7 separate regions of the Mus musculus genome follow, and regions 1, 2, 3, 4, 5 and 6 are each linked to region 7. Evidence: chromatin contacts called from public ChIA-PET, Hi-C, HiChIP or PLAC-seq, Micro-C and promoter capture Hi-C data. All regions are on one chromosome and are shown on one strand. The core of a region is the stretch at or near the end of the contact, and the rest is flanking DNA. Distances in the headings are between cores, read along the strand shown.

Region 1 (2,736 bases), core at 60-2,559, 710 kb before region 7:
TTTTAAAACAATTCCTGAGTGTACAAATAATTTTTATGTTCATTAAAAATGAAAGAAAAATTTGCACACTAATGAATAGATTAGTTGTATATTTTATAATAAGAAATCTTGGCTGAATACTTGATCCTGCAGGGCACAGAGGATATTCAATGTTTTTCAGAGTGGAATCATATTTAGATTTTATAGCAGTTAGTACAGAGAACACTGCTTTGTATAAATGCTAAGTACAAAATAGCAGAGGCATATCTGGGGTCCCTTCAGAAACGGTTGGAAATTCTCTCTTAATCAGAGTCAAAATTCATTTAATTGCTTTTAAAAATTGAAATTTACATAGCATTTTTAAAAATGAAACATTTGAACACAATAAATAAAACCCAATGACACTCAAATTTGATACTGATATGTTGAAGAAATTAATACTGATATATTAAAAGTCTTGTTTTCTCTAAATCATAATTTTCTTAAGTACTAAGTTTCTATGAGAACTGTATAAGTATGTATAATAAAAAATACTGGAATTTATTTTATTACCTTTGGGTAATTTGGAGACAAGGGTCTGTTTGGATTCATAAAGCTATTACCTCATACCATTATTAGGTTAAGAACCTATGTCAAGACAGCTCATAGGCCCTAGTAATAAACCTACTACTACTACTACTACTCCTACTACTAATACTACTACTACTATATTGCCAAGTGGACATAGTATTAAACTGAGTATTAATGACTTCTTATTAAACCCATAGATCAATAAGTCTTGATCAGCCCTCATCTGAAGAGCTTCTCCTTGTATACGTCGTGAGTAACACAGTGACCCACAAATGCCCAAAGCACAGATAATGGGGACTATAAAATGCTCAGCCCTAAAGGAGTTGGATAAGGGGGTTGAATATGATCGACTATGACACTGAAACTGTCAAAGAACTAATAAAAAAAACAACAAAATACACATCGGGAGGGGGCCTTTTAGCTTCGAGAAGCAGATGCTGGTAGAAAAGGAGGTAGCCCCTGTCATGGTTACACTACCCAAAATCTTTCCTGGGCAGAAGTGTTGCCACTACTGAGTCTTATAGACTAGGACCACAGTCTCCTGTTCAGCCATCCACAGGCTCTGAGTCAATCCCAGGCACCACGGTGGTGGGAGCGCTCACACCTGCATTGAGGAGGCCGCGCCATTCAAGTTTTCTCCTTCCATAGTTTCTTTGCATCTTGTTTTCATCTAGTTTGTCTGCTTGGCCGTTCATAGTTCCTTCCTTTCCCCCAAGAGAGCTCTGAAGAAACCAAAACCCCAGATACCACAGAAAGAGCAAAGCTCTTGTTGTTTATAGGCAACGCAGGCTGCTTTTCCTTCTGTGTTTGATGACAGAGCCCTCCCCACCCTCTGCGCATCCTGATTGTCTTTCTTTACTGGAAAGGCCCCCATGCTTGGGCTATTTTATGCATACGACAAGATGGCAGCAGGTATGCTCAGTGGTATCTAAATGTACATCAGTTACATTAGCTGAATCCGAGTTCACAGAACCAGAGCAGCTGGACCTGTGCAGGGTCTCCATTCCATTAACGCAGGTGGGACCAGCAATTTTGACATGATTCCCCATGAAATCTCCTTAGGAGAAACGAAACTATACAAACTCCCCTTTATTCTTCTCCCTCTGGTAAAAGGAGAACTGTAGGCAGTAGCTGTAAGAGAAGGGAAGGGAAGGTTGCCTCATTGTTGATTAGGTCAATAAAGACGGCAGAAACCAGTGGCTGGGTGAAGCATAAGGCAGGACTTCCAGGCTGGACAGGAAGAGATAGGGATGCAGGGAGTTTGGATCAGACTGTGGAGCAGAGAGCAGACATGCAACTCTTGGGGACTGATAGTTTGTGGCCTCTGCCATGAGGGGAGGTCAAGGAGGATAAGGCAGGATATTTTCACCCAGCCTTTGAGTTGTCTAGTCAGTTCCAAAATATAAAAGCCTCTAGTGGTTTCCTTTCACAGGGCTAAAGGGAGCTAGGTGAGATGGCCATTGCAGCACCTGGCAAGGAGGAATGGGCAGAGCTCTTGGGAGTACAGGCAGCAGTGGTACTCAGAGCATAGCAGGGGATCTTGGGAAAGCACTAGCTAGCCATGGTGGCTGACTAGATGGCCGGTGAGCAGCGGCTAGTCCCAGAGCCTAGCTGGAGCAAGCATGTCTTTAAAATTATGTGCAACAAGTATCTCCCTGGTCCTTTCTCATCTTCAATTGCCACTTCTCTGTTGTGTCTAATCTACTCACACCCTTCCCTTCATACACGACTCTCACGGTACCGAACTTAGAGTAACTCAAGAATGCTGGTGGGATTGGGAAGGCCCATTGTGTGTGGGTCAAAGCATAAGGATGCGTTATTGACAAACCCATCCATCCAGTCGTGGCAGGAGAATGAAAGCGGCTTCCCTTACTAGCCAATTTATCAGGTCCTTATCACGAAGATGGAAACAAGAGTGTTGGAGAGAATGAATAGAGACAGTCGATGGTGTGTGTGTGTGTGTGTGTGTGTGTGTGCGTGTGTGTGTGTGTATGTGTGTGTTTGAGTGTAGGGGAGGGTAAATGTAGTCAAAACACATTTGCACTCATATAAAACTGTCTTTATGAAACACATCGCTATTTTTAGGTCCTCAGTTAAACTGACACTTGACATGTAGAGTAAAAAACTTAGCAAGAAACAAAACCAAAACAACCCGAGCTTTCAGTCTAGAGACCAGAAATAAAGTAG
Region 2 (2,973 bases), core at 306-2,805, 820 kb before region 7:
CTTGCTGTTGTCCTAGTTAAATATCCAGGAGGACATATGATGTGGATCTCAATTAGTCCTTCATAAGTTATTGTGTGCTTCTAATGGCAAATGAGAAGGTGCGTCTATTCTTGGGAGTAAATCTTATAGAGTATGAAGTTAGAGAAGGATGTCTCGATGACCCCCTTCTTCTAAGGAATGCTACTCTGTGGTAGAAGAGATTGACACCTCACTAAAACAAGTACGCTTGAGAGTCAGAAAGACACCCCTACCAATTCTTAGTGCTTAATACCAGCTCTTTTCTGAGGTAGTTCTCTATTACCCACAATGCCCAAGTCTTCCCGATACATCTCACTCTTGGAAACAGTGTTGCTGAAGTTTCCATCTCTTGCTACTCTGAGTACCTCAGCATGTACAAGATGCCAGTGAGCTTACAGCAACCCTGGAACAAAAAGGATATAATGAAGTCTGAAAAAAAAATCAGGAATAATTAAGGCCATACCACAAACTTTTAGTGGGTTGCTGATGCTGTCATGATTTATTTAAACTTCTCAGTGGCCTCCCTTCCTGCCCTTGCAGACGATGGTTACTAACTATTCTCTGGGTGTAACATTCTTTCTTCTGGGCTTGTGGAAGACTACAAGGGTTGAGAATGGGTGCCTCCACGTCTTGACATCATCCCCAAGAGAGTGATGGCTAGAAAACCCTGTTTCTCCACTCTGAGTTGGGCCCTTTGGATGCATTCTATGACCTTGCCTGTAGGTCTAAGTTCCCATGTCCACTGTGACTTGAGCTTGCTAACCACCCTGCATTGACTTCCTCTCTTCCCTGAATCCCTCCCCCTCTTCTCTGCTGCTCCCCAGAATCACCACCTACACAACTGATTCTCAACTGCAGCTCTGGCTCTAGAGTAACCCAATCGGCTTCTTTTCTTTTCCATCCTTCAGTTGACCATGTACAAGTAAATAAAAAATAATGACAAGTATGACAAAAAAAGAATGCAAATATGACTCCTCATCATCCAGGTTACAGATGAGAATACTTGAAAACAGAAGAAAAATAATGAGCAAATTGTGCTTACGATAGATCAAGCTGATTCAAGTGCTTCACATCTCTCTCTCTCTCTCTCTCTCTCTCTCTCTCTCTCTCTCTCTTTCTCTCTCTCTCTCTCTCTCTCTCTCTCTCACACACACACACACACACACACACACACACACACACACGTGCGGGCACATACACACACACACCCCTTTCCAGGGTGGATGCCATTATTGCCAGCTAAAGCCCCAAGAATGTCCTCAGGTTCAGAGGGTTCAAACACTGGTATAACTTGGAGGCAGGATTCAAACACAATCCAGTTCCCACATTGGCACCTCTTACCACCATACTACAGTGAAAAAATGTTTTAGAAGTATGACAGCAATGATGCCATATAATCATGCAAGTATTAACATGCAATTGTCTACACACACACACACACACGTGAAATTTGATGTTTGCTATAACCTCAAAGGTAAGGAAGCCAAAGAGAGTATCTTATCTTTAAACAACTCTACTTCCTGCTCAGACCTGCACTTCTGTGAGCACATGGGCACGCATCGCCCCGCCCTATGGAGCGGAAGCATGATGTCAGCGCCTGGGGTGGGGGTGGGGTGGGGAAAGGCAACTTCTTTCTTCTCAGGGTGATCCACAGGAAGGAGATGGGAAGTCAGATCAAAGCTGGCTTAACACCTCTGTCCTGGGAAATCCTATCAGGTGACTAGAAAGAAAACCTAAGAGGCCAAATTTCTGCTCATTGTCAAAAGACAGGAGGCAGGTTGGGGGAAGTCCCTGACCACAGGCCAACAGAGCAGAAGGTTAACGGGCTTCCTGAAAGAACCTGCTAGAAAAACCTTCAAACTCCACCTGGGGTGAAAAGAAATCTTTCCAACTCTTTCAAGTTTCTTCACTTTCCTGATGGAAGTACAGACAGCCTTGTGACATGTCATTTAGACTGCTTCCGTGTGACATGTCGTTTAGACTGCTTCTCTGGGGATTCACTTTATTGTTTTAGGAGAAGCTCCTATGACAAAATGCAGGGCTTCTGTTGTTGTTTAATAAGCTTCCTAAAAAATCATAATGAGTTATGATCTATGATTCTAATTAGCAAATTAGGTGTCTAATTTTCCAATAAGGAAAATCATATATCATCTAGTGTGGGATGACATTGATATATGTTTCGAGTTGCATGGAGTGATAAATCCGCACTACAGTCTCAAGAAGAAAATATCAGATGATCTGAAGAAGATTAAAGACGTCTGGTGTTGTGCCTGCCACCTTTCAAAATGAAAAGAGTGGGGACAACTTCTAATTTCTGTCTTTTGAGAAATTATCATTTAAAAAAGCAACATATAGGTACAATATCTCAAAAGGGGGGTGATGAATATAAAATGGGCAGCGGGATGTGCAGGCTCCTCAAAGTAAGAGTCTAAAGAAGGAAATTTTCAGAGAAAAATACACACACAAACATCAAATCCACAGTGACTAGGAAGGATTGGGTTTTTGATTAATGTAAATTTGAGTAGGTAATGATAGCATGTATTCATGTGTACACACACATTTCTATCTATGTTTCTATGTATCCATGTATGTATCCATGTATGATGTATGTATGTATGTACCTATTTATGTACCAATCTATGTATGTATGTATGTATGTATTGATCTATGTATGTATGTATGTATGTATGTATGTATGCTTATACCTATGTATCTATCATCTAAGTATCTATCTATGTATCTATATATTTATCTATGTACCTATGTATCTATCTATCTATACACATCTATCTATCTATACACATGAGTCAGGGCCTCATGCATTCTGAGTCAGCCTTAAACTCACAATGTAGCACAGATTGTCTTGAGCTACTGATCTGAGCCAGAACTCCTAGCCATGTACCATCCTGCCAGGTTTATTATGATGGGCTGAGATTTAACTCAGCGCTTTGAGCA
Region 3 (2,758 bases), core at 254-2,753, 870 kb after region 7:
TTACCGCCGCCTTAGCCAGTATCAGCCTTTATGTAGGTCTTAAAGAATTTTCCATGGTGCCTCCCTCTGCATGAAGTTACTCAGAGGTACATGCTGCTCCTGGCCAGTTCCTACAGTTACCACAGAGCTCAGCTCAGCGGACTTCTTTAGCAAAGCCGTGTCTGCATCTCATGAATGTCACTTCTCCAAGTGCTGTCTGGTACTAAGTACTAAGTTGGGGTTACTTCTCTGATTAAAGAATGTCTGCCTAGGTGCTATAGACATGATGGCTCAGCCAAGAGCACTGGCTGCTCTGCCAGAGGTCCTGAATTCAATTCCCAGCAACCACATGGTGGTTCGCAATCATCTATAATGGGATCTGATGCCCTCTTCTGGTATGCAGGTATAGATGCAGATAGAGCACTCATGTACACAAAATAAATAAATCTCAAAAAAAAAAAAAAACCAAAATGGCTGCTTAATTCACAAGTAGTATTTCCACTGAGACAGCAACTTCGCCATTTTCTCTCCCTGGCCTGTCCCAGTAGCAAATGCTTGGCCAGGATAGCCAGTTACACTTCCATCAACATGTAATCCTTTCTATTTAATTTCAAACACAGCCAAAGTTGTGTTTAAATTGCCAATGGTCAGTTGCCACACATGGTCCTGGTCAGCAGCTATTACTGTACTAGACCATGAAAATACAATGTGTGTGTGTGTGTGTGTGTGTATGAACATGTATGTGTGAATGTGTGGGCATGTATATGTATGTGTAAGTGTATGTGTGTAAATGTGTATGAGTGTGTTTATGTATGTGTGTATGTATATGTGTAAATCTGTGTGTATGTGAGTGTGTGTGTGTGTGTGTGTGTGGCCGTGTGTTTCCGCGCGCTTGCTCTTTTTCTCAAAGTTGCTTAACAGCAACTCCGTCTCTTATTCAGCCAGCGTGGTACAATAATTAAAGGATTCTGTTTCTGGGTGGGAATGAGGGTGCATCTATTTCCTCGACTGTAAAACTACCCCCAACTGTTAACTTTAAGCGAGACGATATATGAAAAAACCAAGCTTAACACAGTATGTGCTCTGAGTCATTACGACTATTACTACCACATCTAAGTACGGTGAAGCAGCCAGTCACACCACAGGTCTGTCTGTCAACAGTCAAGGACGCTGGGTGCCGGGCAGTGAGAATCGAAAATACTTCTTTGACCCCTGCCAACCCGGCCCGGCTGGCGCTGGCTCACCTCGCGCGCGCCCAGGGAGGCTGCCCGCCTTGATGCCCCCGCTGCAGAGTTCCTCGGCATCCACAAACTCCTCCTCCTGCTCCCCCTCCTCCTCCTGCGCACAATCCTCCTCCTCGTCGTCGCTCTTGTACGGGTGCAGAGGGCCCAGGAGCTCGCGCAGACGATCCTGCCTAGCCATTATCTCTTCGGCGAACTTGGCTCAAAACAACTCTACAAAACCTGGCGCGCGGTGTCCAAAACTGCAACCAATCAACTCGACCCGGGTAAGCCGGTCAGCTTCCGGGAACATCCAGGAGGCGGGCGGTATGGGGGCGTGGTCTGAGCGATGCTCCGCCCCAAAGGAGGAGACTGGTGACAGGCGGGACCAGCAGGCTGGGAGGTACCACGGCGGGCTGGCTGCTGACAGTTTCAGAACTGCTCTTTTTAGAGGTGCTGGGCGTTTCCTGCGGAGAAGGAGACGTGGTGAAAGGTCACGACTCTTGGGCGCAGAGAACCCCGGGAAAGCAGGGCATCCTCTGCCCGCTCTCTTAAAAAGAACACAGCAGAGGCCTCTAAAGACCTTGGGGCACTACCCAAAAGAGTGAATCTCCAATCCGGAGAGCGTGGTGGCGACGGCTAGGTGCCTCCTTACACGTAAAAGCGCCGCGGAGAAGTTGAATTTACATCATGTAGGGAGGGCATTTATCCAAGTAGATAACTAGGTCCCTTTGTATATATCCTCTGCATTGGGAGTTAAAGTTGTGATGTACTTTCTCATTTTTAATGCATGACCTGGGTTGTCCATTTTTATGCTTTTCCCGCTTTGGAAACCACTGGCTTTCTTTCCCGTTTATATACTACTCTCCTCGACTTCTTTTTGTTTTGTTTTGTTTTGTTTTGTTTTGTTTTGTTTTGTTTTGTTGTTTTTTCGAGATAGGGTTTCTCTGTGTAGCCCTGGCTGACCTGGAACACACTCTAGGTCCACCGCCCTAGTTCCTGTTTTCAGTAAAGCAAAAGGTGGGGACTTGTAGCCCAGAGAATATGCAGACTTGAGATAGAAAAAAAAAGAACAGCCGGGCTTGGTGGCGCATGCCTTTAATCCCAGCACTAGGGAGGCAGAGGCAGGCAGATTTCTGAGTTCGAGGCCAGCCTGGTCTACAAAGTGAGTTCCAGGACAGCCAGGGCTATACAGAGAAACCCTGTCTCGAAAGAAAAAAAGAAGAAAAGAAAAAAAAAAGAACAAAAGCTGAATACTGCGGCCGCGGTTCTCTAGATGGATAGTGTTTAAAAGTCGCGGTGCCCTTTAAGGGGCGCTATAAAATACTATTTTACTTTAAGGTTATTGTTTATTATGTAATTATCCTAACGTTAATCCTAAAAACTATGTTTTTATTAAACCCCAAAGCTGTGTTGCTGGTTTCTAATAAAGGCATTTGTCATACCCAAATGTCACGTGCATAGGATCAACCATAACGAATACGCACAGGCATCTTTCTTTTAGATTCCTTTTTTTTTCATGTGCGTGAGGTTTTTTTTTTTTTTTTTTTTTTTTGCTA
Region 4 (2,888 bases), core at 12-2,511, 960 kb after region 7:
GAAAGAAAGAGAGAGAGAGAGAGAGAGAGAGAGAGAGAGAGAGAGAGAGAGAGAGAAAGGAAGAAAGAAAGAAAGAAAAGTGGAAATCACATCCACCGCAAACAGCATTTCCCTTATAGATTATTGGAGACTTATTGGAAACAGCGAAGTGGGTTATGCATGCCATCTGAGTTCTGTCCCAGGATCCCGTGGTGGAAGGAGAGAACTGGTTCCTGGAATTTGTCTTCTAGATGCGGGAGGAGTGTGGGATACACACACAAAAAACACCAAAGAATAGATATCTTAAAGTTCTAAAAGAAAGGAAGGAAGGAAGGAAGGAAGGAAGGAAGGAAGGAAGAAGGAAAGGAGAAAAGAAAGAAAGAAAGAAAGAAAGAAAGAAAGAAAGAAAGAAAGAAAGAAAGAAAGAAAGAAAGAAAGGAAGGAAGGAAGGAAGGAAGGAAGGAAGGAAGAAAGAAAGAAAGAAAGAAAGAAAGAAAGAAAGGAAAGAAAAGAAAGTAAGTTTGCTTTTTGTTTTTGAGATGGCGTCTCATGTTTCCCAAGCCAGCTAGGAACTCTCTACAAGGAGAGGATGCTCTTGAGCATCTGTCCTGCCTACTTCTACCTCTCAATGACTGGCACTACCACTGTCTGTTTTATTCCAAGCTAGGGAATCGAACATGCAGCTTCATACATCTATAGGTAAGCACTCTAGCAACTGAGCGGCATCTCAAAAAAGAAGTTATAATATTAAAAAAATCTGATGTAGGGGTTGTAGAGCCAGTAGCCATGCCCTGCATACGGTAATATTTGCATACTGCTGCGCACACTGCAAACCGAGTGAAGCGAGAATCTCTTCCCAGCACGGGATGCTTTCTTGACATCTGACATACCCAATCCCCTAACTTGATACAGCAGTACCCCACTGTCAGAGAGGGAAGGAGAGTGAGTGGCAGGTCCCCGGGTTTGCTGAGTCCCTCGCGGGGGAGGACCGGCAGGTCTGAGTCGCACTCACCCAGGCCCCGCCAGCCGAGCGGGCCATCGCAGCTGTCCAGGATCCCGCAAAGCTCTCCCAGCAGTGCGGGCGGCAGGTCGAAGAGCAGCAACTGTGGCGACAGCGCGCCACGGGCCCCGCACCGGCCGGCCATCGCGGAGTCCCGGGACCCCACGCAGAGAAGCAGGGAGGTCGCCGCTGTCACCGCCTTTCACAACCGCGGAAATTCAGCTCCACGACGGCTGCCCGGAGCTTGCAACACGCCGTCGCAGGGCGGGCCCCACGTGACGTAGGGAGCCGCTCCCCAGGGATGCGCCCTGCGAGACCTGGGCTGCCCTTGCTCCTAGCCGCTGTCCCGCGACCCTGCGCGCCGCACCCCAGGTCATCTTTGTTATGAACCGTTCTGTCCGTCCCCGTCTTGGGACATGACCCAGGAGACCAGCCAAGAAAATGAGGGCGGGGAACAGCGGCTGGAATCCGGGAAAGCCGCCACCCCTCTGCTGCTCTGGGACGGGCGGCCTCCTGGCCACGATGGATCTAAGAGGTTTGTGTTACATCTTTTAAAGTTTCTCTTTGTCCCGTCAGGAAAGAAATGCGTGCTCACCGAGAAACACGTTTTTGCCAAATAACTTTAAACGGAAGGAAACGTGTACACGCCGGGCGAAATGGACATAAAAAGAAAACCACAACAAACAGGCCAAACCTGGGCAAACAAACTGCTCATCCTTGCTGCAGAAGGCAACCCCTGCCGTCGTGCCGCTTGGTTTTACTACAGTCTCCCTTTCTTTCCTCGCAGTGCTTCAACGAGTTTGCAAAATGAAGTTTAGGAAACATTGGCTGGTGTGTTGAAATATTCTACCGTTTATGCTGTAATGACCACCGCAGGAACGGTACGGATACTACTGACAAAGGAGGTGGGAAAATGAAGTGGGAGATTTTATGATAACCAGGCACTGAAAAACAAACTCCTGTTTCAATCCCCTGAGCTTGTCTTTGGAATGGCGCCCCCTGGCGGTCAGCAGCAATGGTGCCTGGGCATTCAGTACCCACAGTGGCAAAGTTAGAACTGTTTGAGCAAAACTTCTTAAGTCTCCTCATTCTAAGGACTACGGTTTTATCAGGCTACACCCCAAAAAGGGTCTCTATGCCACCATGCTGAGCATCAGAGGGAGAGAAGATTGATACAGGGTTCTTTTTGACTTTCTAGACCAGACAAAAGCAACCTGAGACGTGTGCCTGCACAGGAAATCGCCATGTGTGGTTGTGTTAGCTTTCTGACAAAATGCCCCCACCGAGCAGCTTCAAAAGAAGAAGTTGTTTGGTACACAACCTCGGAACTTCAGTCCATGGTTGCTTGACCCCAATGTCTTTTGAGGTCTCTGAGAAGCCAAAGTGTCATAGCGTAAGTGATCCATGGCGGCAGGAAATGAGAGAGAGGGAGGGAGGAAGGGGGACAGGGCCAGGGTACCAAATTCCCTTCAAGGGATCTGATTTATTTGCACTAAGACCTATCTGGTTCCGGTTCAGTCGCCTATCAGCACTGTAGGCTGGCAAGCAAGCTTTTAGTATATGGGCAGTCAGAGGATGTTTAATATCCTCACTATAACAATAACAGTAACACTCAAAATGTTTGCATCACCAGGTCTTCTAATGCGGCATGAGGCAAGGAGAAAGAGATTGGGGGCAAGATACACCCTCCAAAGCCACGCCTCCAATGACATAATCCATCCGTGAAGTCAGTGTCTGTGAGCTGCTTACCTCTACACTACACTACACTACACTACACTACACTACACTACACTACACTACACCAGCTGGGAACCACGTGGCCAAGCGTGCACTCTCAGTGCTTCCTGTCCACGCCATAATAAACGTGTTTCTCATCTCTAGAGGTGAACCATCTAGACCCCTAGATAAG
Region 5 (2,761 bases), core at 148-2,647, 800 kb before region 7:
GCACATGGCCAAAGGAACTGCACGAACAAGCTGCATAGCGTTGTTAAACATCTGACATTGCCAAATAACCATCAAGTTTTAATTGAGCCACTAGGAATGCCGGGAAGAATTCTCTCAACTTTCCATGGAGCATTTGGTTGAGCCTTTGGCTGAAGTCCGGAAGAAAATGCTAGTGTTAAGCTCACTGTATAAATGTGGAAACTGAGTCACAGATCATAAAGATGCTGACTCAAGACCCCGAGGCTAGAATATGAATGGTTCAAGTCTGCACCCATAGCCACTGTGTAATGTTAATGAATACAGGAAAGGCAGGGATGAATACACGTGGGCTGGCACTGAAGAGCAGAGGGCCTCCTGCCCCATCCTCAAGGATCGAATTTCATAGATAAGTTACCAAAGACAGAGAAGGAAACTTTTAGTGTTTGAACTTGATGGGGGAAACAATTTTCAGTTATTAATCCTTATTTGGGACAAGTGTGTGTCTAGTGCTGGACTAGTCATTGGGATAGCCTTAGCCACATGTGGGTATGAGAGTTAGAAACATGGCTAATCCTGAAGTGATTTCTGCTGTGTATATAGGATAGCCACTAGGCTTTAAATATTTAGTGGCAGAGGAATTGAAACTCTTATTCATCATAAATCTTGATACACATTGATACCTTGGGTGTGTTGAGTGAAATACAATATCTAATGAAGTATTCTTGCATTTTTACTTTTATTTCATTTTGCATTTTTTCCCTTTTATTAATGGAGGAACTAGATGATTTTATTTTACCTATGTGGTCTGCCTTTTCTTCTTTCTGGGCACGTTGACCCTGAGTGATTTGTAGTAGGTATTTTACTAATCACCTCCATTGAAGGGCTTCCTCACCACATTGGCTTTTTAACCATACCCTTTCCTTGCTTTTCTGGTCATTTGCAAGAAAAGTTTGAAAAGGCTTCCCCCATTGCATGGTTTGAGAAGCCCAAGAGTTTCCTCATGGTTTGAGAAGCCCAAGAGTTTCCTTTTATTCAGCCGTCCCCAACCACAAACAAAGGCTCCCTGTGCTGTGCTCTGTGGATGAGAAATTCACATTACAAGGGCAAAAAGGGGGAGACGTAAAAGCAATTTCCAGCCCCCACCCCAAATGGTGTGAAGTAAAAGTGCTTTCAGAGAATCCCACAAGAATGGCACAGGTGGGCACAGCGGGGCTGTCTCATCGTCAGAGAGCCCAAGGAGTCGAAAGGAAACTCTAACATGCCACAAAACCATAGCTGTAATGCAAAGTAACTTAGCTCCCCCCACCTATCTGTCACCATCTTAAAAAAAAAAAAAAACCAAAAAAAAACTTGTGAAAATACGTAATCCCGAGGAGCCTTCGATCAGGTATAAAACTGGAAGCCAGAGAGGTGCAGGCTATAGCTGCCATCGGCTGACCTAGAGAAGACACATCAGCTGATCCTTTGGACCCTCTGACTTGAGACAGAAGTTCTGGGCTTCTCCTCCTGCGGCCTAGCTCTGAGACAATGAACGCTACACACTGCATCTTGGCTTTGCAGCTCTTCCTCATGGCTGTTTCTGGCTGTTACTGCCACGGCACAGTCATTGAAAGCCTAGAAAGTCTGAATAACTATTTTGTAAGTATGAATTCTTAATAATGCTTGTGGTTGGTTGACCGTGGTTGATGTTGACTTGCTACGGTGAGCGCCAGGCTGCCGTCTCTGGTCCCCAGTCATTTTGAGAAGATGGGGTGCTACGTTGCTATTTGCTGGAGAGGTGTTTATTGACTTAATGATCTCAATATCGATTTAACCCTCTGTCCAACTTACTACGGAGTTAGAGGGCAATTACCAATCTTCCCAAAGATAGGCATAGTATAGGTCCAAGGTACAAAGATGCTGATGATTTTGTGATTTCTTATCATTTAGTTGTGATAAAAAATATCCTTACCTCAATGGTTCTTATTCCTTCAGACGTCTTGAAAGTGATAGTGAGAGATGGATATTACCACCAAAACTACGCAGGGAAACAGCTTATCACTTAAAGTAATGGGAGGCAAAGTTCTTAATGTTTCTGTTTAAGAAATGCCCCCCTCCCCCGAAGTTGTTTTACCCTGAGGAGTAATTTTGAAATTCTACTACAATCGAATCAAAGCCAGCCGCTTGGTGAGGTTTAATGAGACTCTATATTTCTCAGAGTTTTCAGGATTTTCTCTTTTGTGATTTTTTTTTTAAATTAATGGTTAACAGAAGCAAATTTTATATCCTTAGAATTTTATAATTTGTCCCAAATGTATATACTAGTATACATATAGCTATTAGCATAATGTTCAAGCATCTACGGTCAATCCTCTCCTCACAGTGTAAATCAAGCTGCCTCCCGTATGTGTTTGGAGCTATTTTTTAAAGTAGCAATGAAGCCCTATTACAGCACAGACTGATGTTTCAGAGGCCTGGACCATAAGGGGGCAGTGTGCACAGTGGGATGATTCTAATGATTTTCTCTCTCCCTTTCTTAATTTGAGAGTAAGTTTCTTTTTAGCTCACTATGGTTACTTGAGGGTACTTGAAACCTCGTCAGCTTTGTTGAGTTTATTTGTGGCCTTGCAGTTTCAAGACTGGGCCAGTACATCCTGCAGCTAAAAGAATGTAACAGTAACAGTGTTTGGCTACATGCAGTCTTTTAGGGGATACTTGTTGTTAGAAGTAAGTGGAAGGGCCCAGAAGGAAACCTGTGACCATTATCAGCACTGAATTCAACAAAACTTGATAGATATTTTCA
Region 6 (2,803 bases), core at 188-2,687, 900 kb after region 7:
GAGTTGTTCTGCCTTCAGGCTCAATCTCTGAGGTAAGCCAAATCAATCTCAGGATGGCTTGAAATAGGCAAGGCACAGGCTGAAGACTTTTGATTCTTCTTGTGGGGAAGTGGAGAGTAATGGGGATTGAACACAGGGTCTTGTACATGCCGGGTTACTGCACTTCCACTGAGCTATAACCCCAGCTTTCATTTTGCTTTATAGCCCAGGCTACCCTTGAACTTTGTGATCCTCCTGCCTCAGTCCCCTATTGGCTCAGATTACAAACTTGTGCCACCAGGCACAAGTAATGTTTTTATACACACACACACACACACACACACACACACACACACACACACAATGCACTTTGCAAGTAAGTTGGAAAAACAGCTTGGGGTGCTCTGGGCAGGCAGATATGTTCACATCGGCCTGGGAGAATAAATTCTTCTAAGTGCTCTCCTGAGGTCTGTTTCAGGCTTGTCAAGCAGACTGAAGCTTCTTGTGTTTTAACCACACCCCCTGCCTCTTTAGGGAGACGTAGCTGTGTGTGTTTTTAACTTCTTTATTTTCCTGTCCTGCTTCTTATTTCCAATTACTTCCTCCTTCTCCAAGTTGCTGTTCTTCAACCTCGACTCCAACCATCCTGCCTCTCCAAAGACAAAAAGAAAGCTTGGTGCTTTCCTCGAAAGGGCAGACTCTGCAAACCCACTGGAAAAGGGTTCTTTGTTATTTCTATCCATAACCATAAAAAAAAAAAAAAAAAAACAAAAACAAAAAACAAAAAAAAAAAAAAAACCTTTGCTAATTTACTAAGCAATATTTACTACAGTTGGATTTTTATTATCTAAATCTGTAGTTATAGCTTCATGAAACACAATTCATAAGAAAGCACCAGCTCTGTGGAAGCTCTCGTGCTAAGTCCTGAAGAGATAGCCCCTAACACGCAGGAAGTGTGATGGAGTCATGGCCTCCAAAGAAACCTATGCTCCAAAGCCAGAAGAAACCTGTGAGTATTTTATAGCCCAATAGCATAGGAGGTTTGGGGTCAGAAGTAGTGATAATTTGCGGATCTTGAGAAAAAGAAAATGTCATCACCTCTTTGAATGGACCCAATGCAATCACTAGGCCCTTTATAAGAAAGAAGCAGAGTGTCATAAATGAAGAGAAAGAAGAGGAAGACCCTGGAAGAGAGGGGGAGGAGCCAGAGGGAAGACGAAGGGGGAGAGCCTGCAGCCTGGAGATATATACACTGGTTGCTCTGGTGGAGAAAGAGTCTACAGTCTGAGCAGTTCAGGGATAAAGGTGGCTTCCAGAGCTGCAAAAGACAGGCAAAGATTCTTCCCTGGAACCTCCTCGAGAAACACTCGAGCCTTCAGACCTCCAACGGTGTAGAAGTCAGTTGCATTACACCGCTAGCTTTGTGCTCATTTGTTACAGCAACAGGAAATGAATATTAAGATTTCGCAATCCAGTAAGTGGGGTGACATGAGCCATTCTGATATAATTCAGGAAGCAGACAGCACAAAATTAATACAAAGAAACCGCTGAGATCATTTATGCAGCAAGTCCTTCACTGAGGAGGTGAAGCTGAGGGGAGAAAGGCTCCCTGCAGGAGGGCTCCTTCGCAGAGCCTACAGCTGAGCGCAGAACAGGACCAACTGCAAAGTGATCCGGACTCTTATGATCACTTCTTTACCCCAGGGGAACAAAGAGGACTTGATTTAAATTTCCCACGTTCTACTGAGGATGTAGCAGGTTTCTGAGTTAACAAAACAACAACAGTGCTGTAATTCTTTAATATAATTTTTTTATATAACAATTGGAATGCCACAGGCAACTCTTCTAAGAATTTAAATACAGAGAAGCAGACTTTGGACTGGAATTCCCTCTCTACACAGAAAAAGCCCTAGCAAGGATGACTTGGCTCACTTCCGGACAGACCGGTTAACCAGCGATAAACAAGAGTAGCAACTGGCTGTAAAAACACAATTCCTTCCAAAGGCACCCGACGCCATTTACAAATTAGACATTCCCTACAACCTTTGCATTTGAGCAACTTCCCTATGACCATGGGAAGCAAATAGACTGTCAGTATCCCTAGCAGAAAGACTAGCATTAAGTGCCGGTGGTAATGATGGTGGGCTTTGTTGTTGTTTATTCGTTTGTTCTTGTGCAAATGATCTGACAACCAAGTCATGCCACAAAGTCACACTACGCAACAGATATCATATGAGAGATATAATTGGGGTGGGGTCAGGGAATGTATACAAAAGGCTGCCTCTGAGCAAGGATGGAAAAAGAAAGGGGTGGGCCCTGAAGACCTGGGTTTTATAAAGGACGTAGGGCATGCGCAGAGGGAGAGTGACACTGTATCATGATTGGCTGCTGGTGACTACTGGCTGCTGATGGTGAGTGACTGACTGCTGGCTTGGGGAAAAGGTGGTTCTGGTTCTGGAAGGTGGGTGGTTCTCTGTTCACCTATACCAAGATCTCACTCGGATGATGAGAGAGAGTGAGAGACTTAAGAGAGAGACTTGTCCTGCTACTCTTTGCTAGGTTTTGGTTGTCAGAACCCGGAATCTTGGATAATTCTGATTGGCTCCAGTTTAGCTTCTCAGGTTTGACTGAGAGGCGGTCACTTGAATAAAGCATCTCTTGAAATTATTCTGTTTGGAGGAAGGAATAGACTTCCTTGCTGCTAATCTGCACCATTCAAATTCTCCATCAGTTGGTCCCTTGGCTGTACTCACGGAGCTCAGAGCTCGTGTCTTTTCACGGGGATGCTATTTGCTCAGTGCCTTCAGTGACGTTTGCTTTTATT
Region 7 (2,746 bases), core at 82-2,581:
AGGCATTACAGAGGAAAACTTAGGTATCAAAAAAATAGCCTTTTTTCTTTTGACAGAGGGCTTATTTGTGAAGGATTAGGCGTGGTGTGTGTGTTAACAATCAGTGTAGCATGAAAAAAACAGACGAGGCGACTGTGTGAAAATATAACACCTTCGATATGCACGGGACTAAGAACCAATGGTCCAGGTCTTGCAGAACACAACTCTATGATTAAGCTTCATGGCTCACCAGCCTCTCTTTTCAAGATTGGTTTGCTTGGCAATCCAGCCCTCTGGCCATGACTCTGTATAGGGATGTGAGACCGAAACCCCAAGATCCTGCGTGGCTTTCACTCGGCCGGAGAAAAGTGACAGGGATGCTGGCGGGAAAACCCTGCAGGCCAAGTTTCCCCCCCACCAAGCCGGGCTCCCCTCCCCCTTCTGGCCACCTTCGCCAAAGAGAAGGATCCAAAGAGAAAGTATACAATCCAATCAGCGAAGGCCTCGGAGAAAGTTGATCGTGGCACCCATTTCCCATCCGCGGGAAAAAGCCAGGCGGCGGCTGAGTGGCTGGAGAGCGGCAGCTTGTCCCCCAGCGCCGGGATGGCCTGGCGCCTCGGGAGGGCCGGGGACTAGGCCCGGCCACCCGCCCGCCCGGGAAAAACTCCTTCCCTCCCGCGCAGCCCGTGCCTTCGGGCCCGGGCGCTACCTGGGACGCGTCCCTGGGGGTGGACAAAGGATGCGCCAGGGACGCCGGGACGCGGACCAGCCCCGGGCGGCCAGAGCGGACAACGGCCTAGCGGGGAGATGGGGGAGGGGGTGGCTGGAGACCCGCCGGACCGAGGGGTGGGGCAGGGCCTGTCGCGAGGCCCGGGCGGCGGCCGCCCTCCACCTCTCCCCCACCCCGAGGTGGGGCGAGGGTCGGATTTCAGCCTCACCTGAAGTCCTTGTCGCTGGATGTCATTTTCTCCAGCAAGTTGGAGATGTGGTACGAAGCGCTCGCCATGTTGCCGGCCTCGATCCCGCCTGCTGGCTCAGTGGCTGCTGGGCCCCGCGGCCGGGGCTCCTCCTCTCCTTGGCGGCGGCGCCCGCTTCCAGGGTCGCACCGCGACGCGGACTGGGGAAGGCGCTCCGACGCGACGTCCAGTCCCCGGCCAGACGGGGATGGGGAGGGGAATGGCTGCCCCGGGGGGGAGGTAGGGGAGGCCGAGAGTGAGTGACGGGGACGGCCTAACGACGGCGCTGCTCGCGGGGCGCCGAGCTCATGGGCGGCGGGACGGACGGCTTGGGCCTCGCCGGGAAGCCAGACACTTGCGTTCGGGCCGCCTCGCTCCCACTCCCTCCGCACTCGCTCCCTAGGGCAAGAGGCCAAAGCCCGCCTCCTTCGCTAGGAGGGCGGGGGCGGCCGACGCAGGGCGCTGCGGGGAGGCGGGGTCGGAGGTCACCGGGGCTGCCCGGCGCACTCTGCGCAGTCGCGGTTTACAGGGACGCTCCCGTTGGCCCGGCCGGCTGTCTGTCTTCGCACGGGCCGCCTTTCGGGCGGAATGGCAACGCCTCGAGGGGCTCTTCTCGCGAGACCTTAAAGCGACGGTTAAAGGACGGGCAGTGAGCGTCCAAGGCCGGAGTTCTGCAAACGCTCCTTGCTCCTCCCTGCGACATTAAGAAGGAAGGTCTATGCGTTTGAAAGCGCGTGGGGCTTGTGGGTGATGATGCTAAGAGCTGGCCTGGAGGCCAAGGGGTGCAATGGAAAAATGAGCTCTCTTTCCGAACGGTACGCGTGGCCGAAACTGTCCCCTAACAACCATGCTGTATGGTTGCCACGTGAGAACTACGACTCCCACAATTCAATTGGGGACACACGAAGGACGTGATTGGCTCTTTGAACCTGGAGTTTCTTTATTGGTTCCCGTGGTCGGAGAGAATGCTGGGATTTGCAGGCAGGCAACGCGGGTTATGCTAAATAAAATCTTTCCATCGGCGTGTGCTGTTTCTAAAGTGTCTGTTTCCCTGAAAACATCGCCCACTCCCACCCCCACCCCCGTCCTCATGTTGTTTTGGGCAAGCGCCTTGCAAAATTCAGTGTTTTGGTAGGGGCCTAGTCGAACCTTAGTACTAATCTTTGCTCCGCTAAAAGGCCTCAGGGCCACAGTTTGGACGTAATCCTTTTATTCATCCCGGAGCCACTTTTTTTCTGTTCCATTTAGGTCCTAGTAAGGATTCTCTCCCAATGCCAAACATGGATGGTGCACGCCTCTAATCCCTGATCAGTAGAGGCAAGTGTAGGAGAGCCTTGTGGGTCTCAAGTATAAAAGCTAGCTTGGTCTCTAAATCGAATCCTAGGCCAGTTAGGGGTATCTAGTGCAAACCTGTCGCAAATAGGGGAGGTGGTGGGGAAGTATCATTGCAGATTGTGCTCTGAGCCTACATCTTTCAATAGTCGGCTTCTGTGCACTTAGTTATGAAATCTAAGTTTTCCTATGTGCTCGGATACACCAACACAACCACCAGAGATCAGAGGTGACATGTACAACTGTTTGTTTACTCTCCAAGTTTCCCTAACCGTTCAGTATTTCACAAATAGCCCAAAGAAGAGTTGGAAGGATCAGAGATTTAGGTTTGGTTTGCTTTTCTGAGATAGAGTTTCTCTGGGTAACCCTGGCTGTTTTGGAACTCAATCTGTAGACCAGGCTGATCTCAAACTCAGATCCCCCTGCCTCTGCCCCCCTGCCCCTCTGACCCCCTGCCCCCCTTCCCCTCTGCCCCTCTG

Evidence for each region. Promoter capture Hi-C pulls out the DNA fragments that hold promoters and counts their contacts. Hi-C and Micro-C count contacts between places; a contact is called where the count stands out from the background. ChIA-PET counts read pairs in DNA pulled down with a chosen protein or histone mark. HiChIP or PLAC-seq counts read pairs in DNA pulled down with a chosen protein or histone mark.
Region 1: a contact with region 7 is called in an RNA polymerase II ChIA-PET map of memory CD8 T cells, with 20 read pairs. The contact joins the enhancer-like site here to the promoter of Cand1 in region 7. A contact is called at or near these places in 1 of 39 promoter capture datasets (the C10 cell line), 5 of 115 datasets of contacts at active chromatin or transcription factors (T-cell acute lymphoblastic leukemia, bone marrow-derived macrophages, large pre-B cells and 2 more) and 2 of 9 other capture datasets (liver and pancreatic islet).
Region 2: a contact with region 7 is called in a Hi-C map of B cells, with 8 read pairs. The contact joins the enhancer-like site here to the promoter of Cand1 in region 7. A contact is called at or near these places in 2 of 39 promoter capture datasets (the C10 cell line and pre-B cells), 1 of 484 Hi-C or Micro-C datasets (B cells), 4 of 115 datasets of contacts at active chromatin or transcription factors (bone marrow-derived macrophages, large pre-B cells and memory CD8 T cells) and 1 of 9 other capture datasets (liver).
Region 3: a promoter capture Hi-C map of pre-B cells shows a contact between it and region 7, with 4 times the contacts expected there. The contact joins the promoter of Helb here to the promoter of Cand1 in region 7. A contact is called at or near these places in 13 of 39 promoter capture datasets (the 3T3-L1 cell line, 3T3-L1-derived adipocytes, the C10 cell line and 7 more), 3 of 484 Hi-C or Micro-C datasets (the G1E-ER4 cell line, Th1 cells and embryonic stem cells) and 18 of 115 datasets of contacts at active chromatin or transcription factors (the SCID.adh cell line, astrocytes, effector CD8 T cells and 11 more).
Region 4: a contact with region 7 is called in an H3K4me3 HiChIP or PLAC-seq map of embryonic forebrain, with 9 times the contacts expected there. The contact joins the promoter of Irak3 here to the promoter of Cand1 in region 7. A contact is called at or near these places in 7 of 39 promoter capture datasets (the 3T3-L1 cell line, the SN4741 cell line, cranial neural crest and 4 more), 3 of 484 Hi-C or Micro-C datasets (B cells, the G1E-ER4 cell line and Th1 cells) and 7 of 115 datasets of contacts at active chromatin or transcription factors (astrocytes, bone marrow-derived macrophages, embryonic forebrain and 4 more).
Region 5: a contact with region 7 is called in an RNA polymerase II ChIA-PET map of memory CD8 T cells, with 29 read pairs. The contact joins the promoter of Ifng here to the promoter of Cand1 in region 7. A contact is called at or near these places in 3 of 115 datasets of contacts at active chromatin or transcription factors (embryonic stem cells, large pre-B cells and memory CD8 T cells) and 1 of 9 other capture datasets (adipose tissue).
Region 6: a Micro-C map of the G1E-ER4 cell line shows a contact between it and region 7. The contact joins the enhancer-like site here to the promoter of Cand1 in region 7. A contact is called at or near these places in 3 of 39 promoter capture datasets (the C10 cell line, embryonic stem cells and frontonasal cranial neural crest), 2 of 484 Hi-C or Micro-C datasets (both in the G1E-ER4 cell line) and 9 of 115 datasets of contacts at active chromatin or transcription factors (astrocytes, embryonic basal ganglia, embryonic brain and 5 more).

Annotation. Positions count from the first base shown.
Region 1 is chr10:118,532,987-118,535,722 of GRCm38.p6, forward strand. The region is part of intron 1 of Ifngas1 (Ifng antisense RNA 1); the gene reads right to left. Among named protein-coding and RNA genes, the nearest start is that of Ifngas1, 22 kb to the right of the region's middle. Within about 2 kb of position 1,310, at least 4 of the 459 cell types and tissues checked have an H3K27ac peak or open chromatin away from gene starts, as enhancers often do. A contact at or near this core is called in memory CD8 T cells, where this site is marked.
Region 2 is chr10:118,417,551-118,420,523 of GRCm38.p6, forward strand. No RefSeq gene overlaps it. Among named protein-coding and RNA genes, the nearest start is that of Ifng, 22 kb to the right of the region's middle. Within about 2 kb of position 1,556, at least 79 of the 459 cell types and tissues checked have an H3K27ac peak or open chromatin away from gene starts, as enhancers often do. A contact at or near this core is called in B cells and memory CD8 T cells, where this site is marked.
Region 3 is chr10:120,111,462-120,114,219 of GRCm38.p6, forward strand. It overlaps Helb (helicase (DNA) B), which reads right to left and starts at 1,504. Exons shown (of 13, transcript NM_080446.2): 1 at 1,224-1,504. The coding sequence starts at 1,401.
Region 4 is chr10:120,200,336-120,203,223 of GRCm38.p6, forward strand. Irak3 (interleukin-1 receptor-associated kinase 3) reads right to left here and starts at 1,262. Exons shown (of 12, transcript NM_028679.4): 1 at 992-1,262. The coding sequence starts at 1,124. It overlaps Gm38500 (predicted gene, 38500), which reads left to right and starts at 1,255. Exons shown (of 3, transcript NR_166661.1): 1 at 1,255-1,514; 2 at 1,767-1,860; 3 at 2,613-2,888.
Region 5 is chr10:118,439,649-118,442,409 of GRCm38.p6, forward strand. It overlaps Ifng (interferon gamma), which reads left to right and starts at 1,398. Exons shown (of 4, transcript NM_008337.4): 1 at 1,398-1,617. The coding sequence starts at 1,507.
Region 6 is chr10:120,139,889-120,142,691 of GRCm38.p6, forward strand. Irak3 (interleukin-1 receptor-associated kinase 3) reads right to left here. Exons shown (of 12, transcript NM_028679.4): 12 at 1,760-2,803. Among named protein-coding and RNA genes, the nearest start is that of Helb, 28 kb to the left of the region's middle. Within about 2 kb of position 1,438, at least 56 of the 459 cell types and tissues checked have an H3K27ac peak or open chromatin away from gene starts, as enhancers often do. A contact at or near this core is called in the G1E-ER4 cell line, where this site is marked.
Region 7 is chr10:119,238,724-119,241,469 of GRCm38.p6, forward strand. It overlaps Cand1 (cullin associated and neddylation disassociated 1), which reads right to left and starts at 1,332. Exons shown (of 15, transcript NM_027994.1): 1 at 918-1,332. The coding sequence starts at 985.